2 separate regions of the Mus musculus genome follow, and region 2 is linked to region 1. A link is a contact called in public Hi-C data. All regions are on one chromosome and are shown on one strand. The core of a region is the stretch at or near the end of the contact, and the rest is flanking DNA. Distances in the headings are between cores, read along the strand shown.

Region 1 (6,121 bases), core at 1,222-3,721:
CACACTGTATGCCTGTAATCCTGGCACAGAAGCAGAGGAAGGAGGATGCCTATGAGACTGAGGCTTGCTTGGGTCTACATAAGCAAGACTGTCTCAAAGCTAAAAAAAAAAAAAAAACCAAAAAGTCTATCTAATACGATTCTGATCTGCTGTTTTAAATCTTTAAAGCTTTCTCTAGAAACACTAAGAAACTTCTTTAATTCTAAGTTATTTTACACTATTTTAAGGGTCTAGAGTGCTGTTTTCAAAACACCTCTGAGCATCTCATTTGAACAAGGATACATCCTACTGAACAGCCACAAACAATGACCAGTGCTAAACAAGCTCAACGCTGCACAGGGGACTGGTCTGGTTTGCTCTCTATCAAATGCTACCTACTGAGATCTGGTTGTCCCTCTCCCTCCCATCTCAGGGATGAGATCTTCACATGCATCAGCTTTTGTTGCGTAGCCCTGCCCCTCTCCCCCCATTGGTTAATAAAGATGCCTACAGCCTGGGCTGTGAAGAAGAGAGGGGACAGAACGAAGGTTCCTGGGCTTGGGGTCTCAGGAGGGACCACCAGAGAGAGGTGAAAGAAAAGTCTCCATGGGGTAGGAGGATCTTAGCACATGGCCCCGAGGGCTGGCCTGATGCAGCAGGATCAGCCCAAACAAAACATGACACGTGATGTCTCGGGGCTACTGACAGGGAAGCAGACAAACTAGCATGGAGGGCCGATATCTGCCCAGCTCTAGTGCTTTTAAGCCTATTATAAAAATCGAAAGAACTTTGTGTCTTATATTTGGGAACTAAATGATCTGAGGTGAGGTAGAAACCCCCAAATGATATTTACTGCAACACACACAGCTCCAGGGAGCTGGCAGTGTGGACCGTGAAGGAACACCACATACACATCTGCTGCTGACAGCGCTACACGGAGAATGCACACTTACCCGTGCGTTAGCTCCTACATGCAGAGTGCAGGAAGACTTTAGGACTAGTCAGAATTTCCAGTTCCTGCTGGGCCTGGGAGGAAAGGCCCATAACCCCAGCCATCTGAGAGGCTGAGGCATGAGGCTCATGAATTTAAGGTCCACCGGAGCTACAGAGTGAAGCCAAGGGTAGCCAAGGCAACACAGCAAGACCTTTCAAAATAACGAGTAAGAAGATGGCTGAGGGACATGACTCAGTGGTAAGCTTGCTTAGCACACTGGAGGCTCTGGGCTCAATCCCCAACCACACACTCCCAAATAATAATAAAAATCTGGGTTCATTTTTAAATCATTTCAGTAGTATGACATCAAGGTCTTACACACACACACTATTTAGTCTTGGGTTAGAGAGAGAGAGAGACAGACCACACACACGTACACACACATGTAATATTGTGCCTCTTTTTGTTAATGATTCACTATTGCATCCATTCAGCATGTATTTATGTAGACTCCAGTTCAACCTATCAGTTCTACAAACCCCTCTGAAAGTTGGGCCGGCATATTTCCCACTTTCACCAGCAGGTCCCTGGCACCCTGTAGTTGGTAAAGGCTTTAAGATAGGTCTACCTGTCCTGTGAGTAGAGGCCCTTCTGCAGTGTCCCTTGGATCTTTGAGTGGTAAACCAGACTTTCATTTCAACTCCCATGGACTGCCATCAGCCCCCGTCAATCTGCTCAAAGATGTACCATAATACAGCCGTCGAGTGGGAAGGCGGGCTGAAGACAGAATCTCTTGCCTAAGTTCAATGTCCATTTGCCACTTAGAGGCAAGCTAATTCTTCGCCAGGCAGGGCTAATACCTAAATCTCCATTCCTTTTACCTGCGAAGACCTTGCCATTTTGTTTTTCTTAGCTTTCTGCGAAGAGTCTAAATCCCCAAACCTATACTTTGTCAGGCCCGCCCTGACATCCCCATTACCACTAAGGGACAATTTTAAAGACCATCCCAGAATGAAAGACATCTACAGATTGACTTCTTAGCGTGTTATACACACTCCACAGCAATAGTATCTATCCCGCGAGGATGAGAAGGACCCCGCAGCAACCGCGGCCACAGGGTACCCGCTTCGCCTTTACAGTCCACGGTGACGGAGGGTGAAGAACCGCGCGGGCGGAGGCTGCGGCCGGGCACACACCACCTTTTAAAGCTCGCGGGTACGGGAGGCAGAGGACGTGCGCGGACCTGGGAGGGGGGGGGGACGTGTGGGGAGCGGGGAGGTCCCCACTGCGCACGCGCAAGCCGGCCTTTGTGCGGGCCGCGGCCCTGACCGACCCCAGCCGCGAGCGCCCGCGTTACCTGCGCGCGGCCTCTGCGTCCATGGCGGCGCCGCCGAGGGTACGGCCACTCCTGCCGAGCCCACGGGCGCCCGCTCTGCCGCTCAGCGCGCGGACTCACCACAGGATCGGGGCGGCCGGTGGATGGACGGCGCTGGCCTCGGCCCCTCCCACGCTGCTACATCACCGCGGCGAGTCCCCAGCGCACTTCCGTCCCCCTCCGAGGAGGCCGGCGGCCTCGCCATCACGTGATGCTGGCCAGGCCAATGGCGTGTCCTTTTCGGGGCGCCCCGACCGCCGCTTAGCCTTTCGGGAAACGTGGATCTCGGCGAGGATGGGGAGCGCCCGGCTGACGTCAGCTTTTGTGGGCTCTAAGTTTCCTTGAAGGTGTGGGTTAAGGGTGATGGCCTTTAGGATGTATTATGCGTGGTGGCAAATTCATGTCTTTTCACCTCAAATTTTGTGCGGATTAAAAGCTACCTGACTTGGGGCTCACAGAGCCTGAGCTACCAACCAGGGAGCTTTCAGGAGCTGGACCTAGACCCCTCTACACGTTTGTAGCAAATGTGAAGCTTGGTGTCCGTGTGAGTCCCCTACAAGTGGAACAGGGGCTGTCTAGGTCTCTGTTCCTTGCCAGTGGACCCAGCGCGGACTGGGGGAAGAGGACTGCGTGTTTCCTCAGTGGGAAAGGATGTGCCTACACTTGCTGAGATTAGATGTACCAGAGTCTTACCCAAGTGGGGCTTCCTCTTCTCTGAGAAGAGAAGGGGGCAGGATTTGTAAGCGTGGGACTGGGTGGGGGTGGGGCTGTGAACGGGACGTAAAGTTAATTAAATTAAAATGAAAACAACCACCCCCTCCCCCGCAACTATGTGTCTTGGCTGGGCGACCCAGCATTTGCATAGACAGTGGCAGGCAGAACTAAGTTCGAGGCTGGCCTGGTTTATAGAGCGAGTTTCAGGACAGGCAATACTACACAGAGAAACTCCGTCGTGAAAAACTAAAATGATAATTATAATAATGATAAATAAATATTGTGCCTTACACAAAACAACATTCTTTCTTTTCAATTGTCTTTCTTGTCAATTCCTGTGATGAGGAGTAGGGCTGATTGGAACTGGAAAACCTAAGATTGGAAGCCACCAATGTTTGGGCCTCAGTTTACTAATCTGTAAGGGGAAGCTCTTGGTAGATTACAAAGATTTCCATAAACAGTTGTCTACGTTGGAGATGGACAAACACTCGCCTAGATGCTAGATGCATCTCTGCTTTAGAACCTTAGACAGCAATCTCACCTCGATTTCTCGGAGGTTCTTTTGGTTTTTGAGATAATTACAAAACTGTGTACCCCTGACTTGGCTTAGAGCTTTGCAGCTGTAGTCCAGGCTGGCCTCAACCTGAGGCAAGTCTCCTGTTCACTCTCTTGCATACTGACTGGGATTACAGGGCATGTATCACCATACTTGACTTTCGGAGGTTCTAAGAGTTTGTTTGTTTTTTTTTTTTAGATTTATTTATTTATTTATTTATTTATGTGAGTACACTGTAGCTGTCTTCAGACACTCCAGAAGAGAGCAGTCAGATCTCATTACAGATGGTTGTGAGCCACTATGTGGTTGCTGGGATTTGAACTCAGGACCTTTGAAAGAGCAGTCAGTGTTCTTAACCGCTGAGCCATCTCTCCAGCCCCAAGAGTTTTCATTTAATTTCTTTTCAATGTCTGCTGTGGGTGTTTGGCCAGAGAGTTGTCTAACGGCGTCTAGCCCTCTCCGTGAATCCCAGAGTGATGACACCTAGGCTTTGAGGTAGCCTCTTGTCAGCGATTGTTATCTGAGATTTGAGGGGGTTGTTCCTTCAAAGGGTTTTACAGTATCAGTCCTTAGACGTACCTGGCAGACCAGGTAGTCTCCTGTGTCTGAGAATCTTGGGCAATGGCTCCTTCATAACCCCTAGATCATAGAAGAGGTTTGGGTATGCAGAAGTTAACTTGCTAAAAGTGCCTTTTATGTAACAATAAACAACACTTCTAGGGGGCTGGTGAGATGGCTCAGCAGTGTTTGGGAGTCCTGTGGAAAAGTGAGGGATAGAAGTGAGCAAGGACACCACAAGAAGACCTACAGAGTCAACTAACCTGGGCCCATGGGGGCTCACAGAGACTGAACCACCCACCAAAGAGCGTGCAGGGCTTGACCTACGCTTCCTACACATTTGTAGCAGATTGAAGCCTGGTCTTTATGTGAGCCCCCACCTGTTCTTGGATCCCCTTCCTCTAGCTGGACTGCCTGGTTGGGCTCAGTGAGAGAGGCTATGATTAGTCCTTCTATGACTTGATGTCCCAAGATGGGGTGGTAGCACTCACTTTGGGTATCACCTAAGTGAATGTTGTCAAGTGACTGTACTATGAGGAGAAGGGAGGGAGTAATGGGAGGGACTTGTGAGGGGAGGTTGACTGGGATGTAAAGCAAATAAATAAATAAATAATGGGGGCACTTCCAGGAAACTTGCCACCATTCAGTCCTTGAGAGGCTGATCACTCATCCCACCATGTCTCTCTTCCATTGTCCCGAGGAATCCAGAACACTGACATCTTCGAGTGTTAGGCTTCCCTGTTTCTTTAGGTTACGTGGCAGAAAATGGTGAGAAGCCCGACTGAATTAGATTGCCTGGTTTGTTTCACAAGAGGCGTTGGTTAAATTACAATGATCTCTCCCTTCTGTGATGTGAGCTCAGAGATGGCCAGGGCTTTGTGCTCCATATGTATATATTTTTAATCCTAGGATATTTTAAAGGGAAGCATATCGGCAGCTGGAGTGATGGCTCAGCTGTTAAGAACACCAGCTACTCTTCCAGAGGACCTGGCTTCGATTCCCATATGGTGACTCACAACTAACTGTCTCTAACTCCAGTCCTGAGGGGTATGACATCCTTGTCTTATTTCCTGGGGCACTAGACCTGAAAGCAGGGGCACAATAACCTGCAAGCAAAGCCACATAGATGCATAAAGTAAAATACATATAAAACAGTGAAAACTCTACTTAGAAAAGAAACAACTTTGGGGTTGGAGAAATGGCTCAGCTTGTAAGAGTAGGTGGGACTCTTGCAGAGGACTAGAAGGACGTTGAGTTGAGACAGCATTCACTTAGGCAGCTCACAGCCATCACTAGCTCCAAACTAATGGATTCCATGGGCACCTGTGCTCACACACATGGACCCACACATCCCCATATGTATGTAATTCAAAACTTTTATTTTCCAAAAGGGCTGGGCTATGGTGGCACACACTTTTAGTCACACTGATAAGTTTTTTTCTCCACTGGTGAACTGAGCCAATTCAAACCAGATTAAAATGCATATAACTTCTGGTTTATTGGGAAGCTGCTCTCCTGGTAAGTTTACTGCTCCCAAGGAAGGAGGCAGGGGAAGTCGCCATGGGGAAGGAGAGAGGAGGGGGGAAGAGAAAGAGAGAAAGTGTGTTCGCATGAGAGAAGGAAAAGGAGGAGGAAGAAGAAGAAGAAGAGAAGAAACCAAAATGTCTGGGTTATGTAGCAAAGAGCCTCTGTGGGAAGGGCCGCCCAGCCCCTGGGCTGGAAAGTTCAGGGCAGGGATTCGAGATAGGGCCTGAGGGATGCAGGAGGTCCCGGAGGCCAGGTCTGCTCTGGTATGTAAGATATGCACCTCAGCTGTTTGTTCCTAGGGTCTGAGGCCAGCCTGGACCACATAGACTGAGGTGGTTTGAATAAGCATGATCCCTATAGAGACGGACCATGTATTTGAATGTTTGGCTCATAAGGAGTGGCACTATTAGGAAGTATGACCTTGGTGGAGTAGTAGGTGTGGCCTTGTTGGAGAAAGCGTATTACTGTGGGGTAGGCT
Region 2 (6,121 bases), core at 2,621-5,120, 4.1 Mb before region 1:
AATTAATACAAATGACGTTCTTGTTTCAATTTTTATGTTTTTACAAGATGAGAGCAAGACTTAATTTTTATAGGTTCATCTTAAATAACTTACCAGATTCTCATATTTGTTTGAGACATTAAATAAACTAAGGTACCGGGTATCTGGGATACATAAATAATAATTGCCAAAAAAATTACAAAATAAGGAACTTCAATCAAATTCTCTCTCTCTTGGTCTTTTGCTTTTGTTTGTTTGTTTTTGAGACAGGATTTCTCTGTATAGCCTAGCTGTCTGGAACTTACTCTGTAGATCAGGCTGTCGTCCAACTCATAGATCAGCCTGCCTCTGCTTCCCAACTGCTGGGATTAAAGGCATGCATCACTAGGTCCAGCAATTTTGCTAAAATGTGTCCCCATTGTTTCTTTGTCCTATTGCTGGGCCATCCTAATGAGCGAGGAACAACACTAACAATAGTAGACATAACTGGCTGCCTCTCGATTCTTTCTGAAATGTTTTTTAATATTTTGTTTCAGAGTAGCAGCTGCTGTTGGGTTACTTGAGTTTGAGGTTTCATATGCACATCAAAATACGTTCTGAAGACATGACAGAAGGCAATCTGTTGGGTTCAGTAGTAATGGGAGCTATGTAGCTCAAAATGCATCATACACACACATGAAACTGTCTAAGAAAAACATTGTAAAAAGAAAAAACAACCCAAAAAGGGATTCAAGTGTTAAATGTTAGAAGGTTCACCCCCTTTAAGTGTGCAGCTTGAAGAGCTTTAAGCACTCACTCACCCTTATCAAGGTCAAGAATGTCCCCATCTGGGTTCCACAGTTCTCTTCTGTGACATTCTACTGTTGTTACTCAGGTTACATCCTGAACTTGCACTTATATCCAAGTGTACAAGCACATTCCTGTAGTTCTAACACTCAGGAGCACCCAGAGTTGGAGGCTAACCTGGGCTACAGCCCAGGTCAGCCCAGGCTAGCTAGCAAGATCTTGTCTCCAAAATAAATAAATAGATAAATAGATAAATAAATTTACTTACAGCATGCCTCCACTATTAATTACCTCCTCATGGTCTGTGGGTAAAAGGGCCATATCTTCATTGTTCACCAGTGAAATTCCAGCCCCTAGCATACATAATACACATCACATAGTAGATCCTGCACTTGTTGTATTAATAGAGGAGAGATAGTGGGTGGAGGGAGGGCACAAATCAATCGTGTTCCACCTTGGTATCCACTCCATGCCTCAATTCTTTAATGATCCCAAATGCCAAGGGCTTTCCTTTCTTGGTCTCCCCATGGCTGGATTAAACCTGGCTATGAAGAGAGCTATTCCTACCCCTAACTGCATCTCCTTTGCCTAAGAAGCATATGCCTTTTGTCATACTCCTTTACTCAAGAAGTATGACAAAAACCACAAGTAAAGTAGCCATTGCCAGTAGTGGTCATAAACATAGTGTTAGAGAGAGAGAGAGAGAGAGAGAGAGAGAGAGAGAGAGAGAGAGAGAAACTAGCTGGGAGTGGCAGCCCACCCCTTTAGTCTCAGCATTTGGGAGGCAGAGGCAAGAGGAGGCCAGCCTGGCCTACAAAGTAAGGTCCAAGACACCCAGGGATACATACAAAAAGACCATGTCTAAACCAATAAAAATTAAAACTTTTTTTTTAAAGCATCCTTGGAGAAATGGCTCAGTGGATAAGAACATTTGCTCTTGCAGATAATCAGGGGTCAGTTCCCAGCACCCACAGGGTAGCTCACTAGGAAGCAAGAGAATCAGATTCAAAGGTGGGGAGCTTAATAACCCTATGGAGGATCAGTGCTGAGGGAAAGACAGAGCAGACTGACCCTAGAGATCAGTGACTGGTCAAAGTCTGAAGAAGGGAACACGGGAAAACACTAGGAATTCAAGAAACATGTGTGTGTGTGTGTGTGTGTGTGTGTGTGTTCCTCTATCCTCTTAGTGAACCTGGAGTTTGTCATCTTGGCTATGCTGTCTGGCCAGGGAGCCATATCTGTCTCTAGCAAAACCACCCTACCCCCAGCATGGGTTAGACCAGTATCTAATGTTATGTGAGTGCTGAAAACCCTAATTCCGGTCATAGTTCAAGTGGGGCAATCATTTTATCCACTAAGCCATCTCTCCTCAGCTGAAAGCCATGTATTTTCCAGGGAGCTTGGCCAGCAAGTCAGATAAGGACTGACCATCTTCTGCCAGTCTGGAAGTAGATTCTCTCTCTCTGATTCTCTCTCTCTCTCCTTTCTATCTGGGGACCATCATCTGCAGAAACTTCTACCCCCCCCCCCCAAAAAAAAAAAAAAAAAAAAGAACAAAACCAAAAACCCACCAGCTTTATTTTGGAGGACAAATCTCATTCTCAGTTCCTCCCAGGTGCAGCCCGATCTACCTCCCACTGGCCAGTTAAGATGCAGTCACAGTTTCACAATACTTGCTTACTTGCTCGATAAAAAAAAAAAAGAAAGGAAGAAAGAAAGAAAGAAAGAAAGAAAGAGAGTAAGAAAGAAAGAAAGTGGATGATGGGCTGTCATACGCAGAAATGGCCATCTTTTTCCAAAAGCACAAATAAATAAGATCCTGGTATGCTCTAAACAACAAACACAAGCACAGAGGCATAAGGCCTTCGTCTTACATTTCTGTATGCTTTGGCAAATGTAGGTAAATCAGACAGATGTAAATAAGCCATCACCACATTATGTAAACACCAAACCACAGATTCAAGTTCTACAAGTCTAAATTCTTGAAGTTGTCAAAGGGACTATGACATTGTCACTGAAAAGCTTGCCTTCGGGAACCTGGATTGCCTAAAAAAAAAAAACAACTCGAATTTTCTTGGAGAAAGCGGTGATGGAATGGATGTGTTAGAGGCAGGCAAGCGTGCTGGTGGAAAATTGGTTAAAATGAGGCTAAAGAGCTTAGAAAACATTTCGGAACGTACAAGCTGGCCTTAGGGACTTCCCTCACCAGAAAGAGCCTCTTTTGCTATCTTTCGGAAGGCGGAAAGGTGTTTCTATGAAGTTACAAAGCCACAATCCAGGCTGTTTTGCAAGCTCTGCGGCTTTTGCTTTCAAGTATCTGCATAAGTTCTTTCCTGTTCTATGCTAGCCTGGACTTCACCACCGCGCTCTCTGGCTGATTCACAAAAGAGGCTCTAGATTGCCCAGTCATTCTTTGATATTTATGGGGATGTCAAAGGAACTTGGGTCCTTGTTTCCTTCGGGGTTGGAGAGCCCCTGCCACCCTCTACTGCAAACCAAACCAGAGAGGACAGGAAATGCGAGCAGCGCAACGCCAAGTGTAACTGAAGGCTCTAGGGACCCTGAGTGACGCGCAAGAAAGCGGACGTGGAAACCCGGGTGCTACCACCAGCCCAGAATCCAGGGCTGACCCTCTGACACGGTGAGACTAGGGCTACGCGGGGCTGCTTTTCAGGTCCGCCTCTGAAAACTGTGTGCATTAGAGTCCTAGAACAAGCACAGATCTATTCTGCAATCTGAATGAGGTGGAAATCCTATAATCACTCAGAGACATTTCCCGCGGACACAAGATTGGAGTAAGCAAGGGCCAAGCTACGCAACTGGCTTAGATGCCAGAGACTACAATTCCCAGCATTCATGAGATTAGTGCGTTGCATGCCGGAAACTGTAGTTTCTCACCACCATCCAAACGCATTCCGGATATTCAACCCCTCACAAATTTCTCTTTTGCGAAAAGAAACGCCCAAAAGAAAGGTGACGGCGAACGTAGCGCTGAAAGGACTCGTAACGTGACCCGCGTCGTAGACGAGAAAAGGGTAAAGGACGCATTGTCTTGGCTACCGTTTCCCCTAGTCACGGACTAAACGTTCGCTAGAAGCCGGAAGTGGTTCCCCGGGACCTCTAGGAATGGACAGACGTGCTATGCGCCTACGTTCATTGGACGGTTTTCCTCAGGGACCAAGGCTTCCCAGGCCAAAGGGTGGCCCGGTGTGTGAGGGCCCGCGGAGCCATCTGATTGGAGGAAAGCCGCTGGACAAGCCCAATCGCAAGGAGCCACGCTTCGGGCATCGGGCACCGCACCTGGACAGTTCCGATTGGCGGGCTGCGGTCCCCCCCCATGCGTCTCCATTGGGTGCAGAGAGTGCGTGGTGAGGCACGATTGGTGAGTTCGTGTTTCCCGTCCCCCGCCCGCAAGCAGTGGGGTGAAAAGCGGCCCGACCTGCGCGCGGCTTAGTGGGCGGACCGCGCTGCTGGAGGTGTGAGGAGCTTAGACTCGGGATTGGGGGGGTGGAGGCGGCTCCTGAGACCGAAAAGGACTTGCGACTCGCCGGCCACGCACCATGAGGGTCCTGTGGGTGTTGGGCCTCTGCTGTGTCCTGCTGACCTTCGGTGAGTGACCGGGCGGCAGTGGGCGCCCTCCCCTTCCTGTGTGGCCGCTTCTCGAACGTTCTTGGGGCGTTGAACCTGGGTTGGGGACGCCGGGTGGCCTACAGGGGTTTCAGGGACCATCTCGTTCCCTCGAAGGAGACTTGGGTGATGATGCTTTCCCTGAGGCCTCTGGGAAAAGGCGACTTGGAGACCGGGCATTTAAATAAATACCCTGCGGATGGTGCTAGAGCGCTCCCCGAAGTCTCGCTGACGGGGCGCGGTCTCTCGGACTCTACTCCCGGGGGAAGCCTTCCTGGAACCCCTCCCTAAGGACTTTTGTGATCAGGTCCGACCTTTGGCCACCAGAGCCTGAGGACCCCCAGCCCCTGCCCTCTACTCCCGGAGCGCGTTTCTGTTTTCTAACGCCCGACTCGCGAGCGTGGGCCCTCGGGCCAGCGTCGTGGCGGTGGCCCAATATCTGATTCCGATGTGCTTCAAGAGCTGTCCTTGACATGTCTTCCCCTTTGGGCCGGATTTCAGTTCCCCTCAACAGAAGTTGCACAAACCCTGTTTGCATTCTGACCTGTGATAACTAAGTGAGGCCCAAGTTTTGGCTTGGCCAGTGTAGAGACCTCCTCTCAGCTGTGCGCAACACGTGTGGGTGTAGACGGGGGCCTCTCTCACTGCCTAGGATAGACACACGTGATGGCTGCCTGGCCTTCCAGAGTCAACGGGGGTCTTGAGCATTCATATTTAAACTTTAGCGTGCAAACTTACCTTGACATTGGTTATTGACGTCAGTACATAATTCTTCCATCTCAACAGCTTGTATTTACTTACTGAATTGTGTTAACTCTTGCCCCCGTTGATATGGCTTTTTATGCGAAGGAGAGGAAGCAATAGTGTGGAGAGTTGTAACCTTTCTCCCCAGGGTTCGTCAGAGCTGATGATGAAGTCGACGTGGATGGCACAGTGGAAGAGGACCTGGGTAAAAGCCGAGAAGGCTCAAGGACAGATGATGAAGTTGTGCAGAGGTCGGTGCATTTGAAGCTATGTTGATAAGCTCTGCAAGTTAGTGGGGCAGAGTGGCTGTTGGTGTTTCTCCATTCAGATTACAAGGTCCAGTGCCCAAAATGTTGCTAATGATACAAAATAACCAGAGAAGATCTTAGGAGTGCCCATTTATCTGCAGGCAAAAGCTCCTAGCAGTCTGCTCCTGGGAGTGACTGCTGATTCAGGAAGGAAAGTGCTAGGGATAAGCCTCAGCATCTAAAACCAGAAAACCAGTGGTGATGTAGCCCACTCAGCTTGTGCTTCCAACTTTCTAAGACCTGACAGGACACTTGATTGGTTTTGTCTGTGTGAAGTTAGTACTATGAAAAATAGAACTTTTATGCCTTTAACTTTTAAGAAAAGGGCTTTTCAATCGGTGAGGTATATTTTCAATTTTGGCCTTCTAGGAATTAGTGACGGTACTAAAGTGTTCACTGTGCAAGCGTACACAAGTCATGACTTGCTTTTCAGTAGAGGGAAGCCAGATGTATTTTTCTGGGAATTTTAGGAACTATTTCCAGCCGAGCATTAAGCACAGCCCATTCTGTGATGAGAGTGAGCTGGTATGTGAGTGCTCTTTTAACAAGAAGGTCTGCAGAGGCCAGTCTGTGTCCTGACTAGAGACTGAGAAAAATGAAGCTGAGTATTTGCTTATCTAATTTGATTTCCTTAGAGAGGAAGAAGCTATTCAGTTGGATGGGTTAAACGCATCACA

Evidence for each region. A called contact is a pair of places that touch in the nucleus more often than the background predicts.
Region 2: a contact with region 1 is called in a Hi-C map of CD4 T cells, with 4 times the contacts expected there. The contact joins the promoter of Ttc41 here to the promoter of Tdg in region 1. A contact is called at or near these places in 15 of 484 Hi-C or Micro-C datasets (the 63-12 cell line, the C2C12 cell line, CD4 T cells and 11 more).

Annotation. Positions count from the first base shown.
Region 1 is chr10:82,626,188-82,632,308 of GRCm38.p6, reverse strand. It overlaps Tdg (thymine DNA glycosylase), which reads right to left and starts at 2,471. Exons shown (of 10, transcript NM_172552.4): 1 at 2,271-2,471. The coding sequence starts at 2,293.
Region 2 is chr10:86,703,560-86,709,680 of GRCm38.p6, reverse strand. Ttc41 (tetratricopeptide repeat domain 41) reads right to left here and starts at 3,870. Exons shown (of 16, transcript NM_001003910.2): 1 at 3,664-3,870. It overlaps Hsp90b1 (heat shock protein 90, beta (Grp94), member 1), which reads left to right and starts at 4,237. Exons shown (of 18, transcript NM_011631.1): 1 at 4,237-4,374; 2 at 5,285-5,387; 3 at 6,080-6,121. The coding sequence starts at 4,326.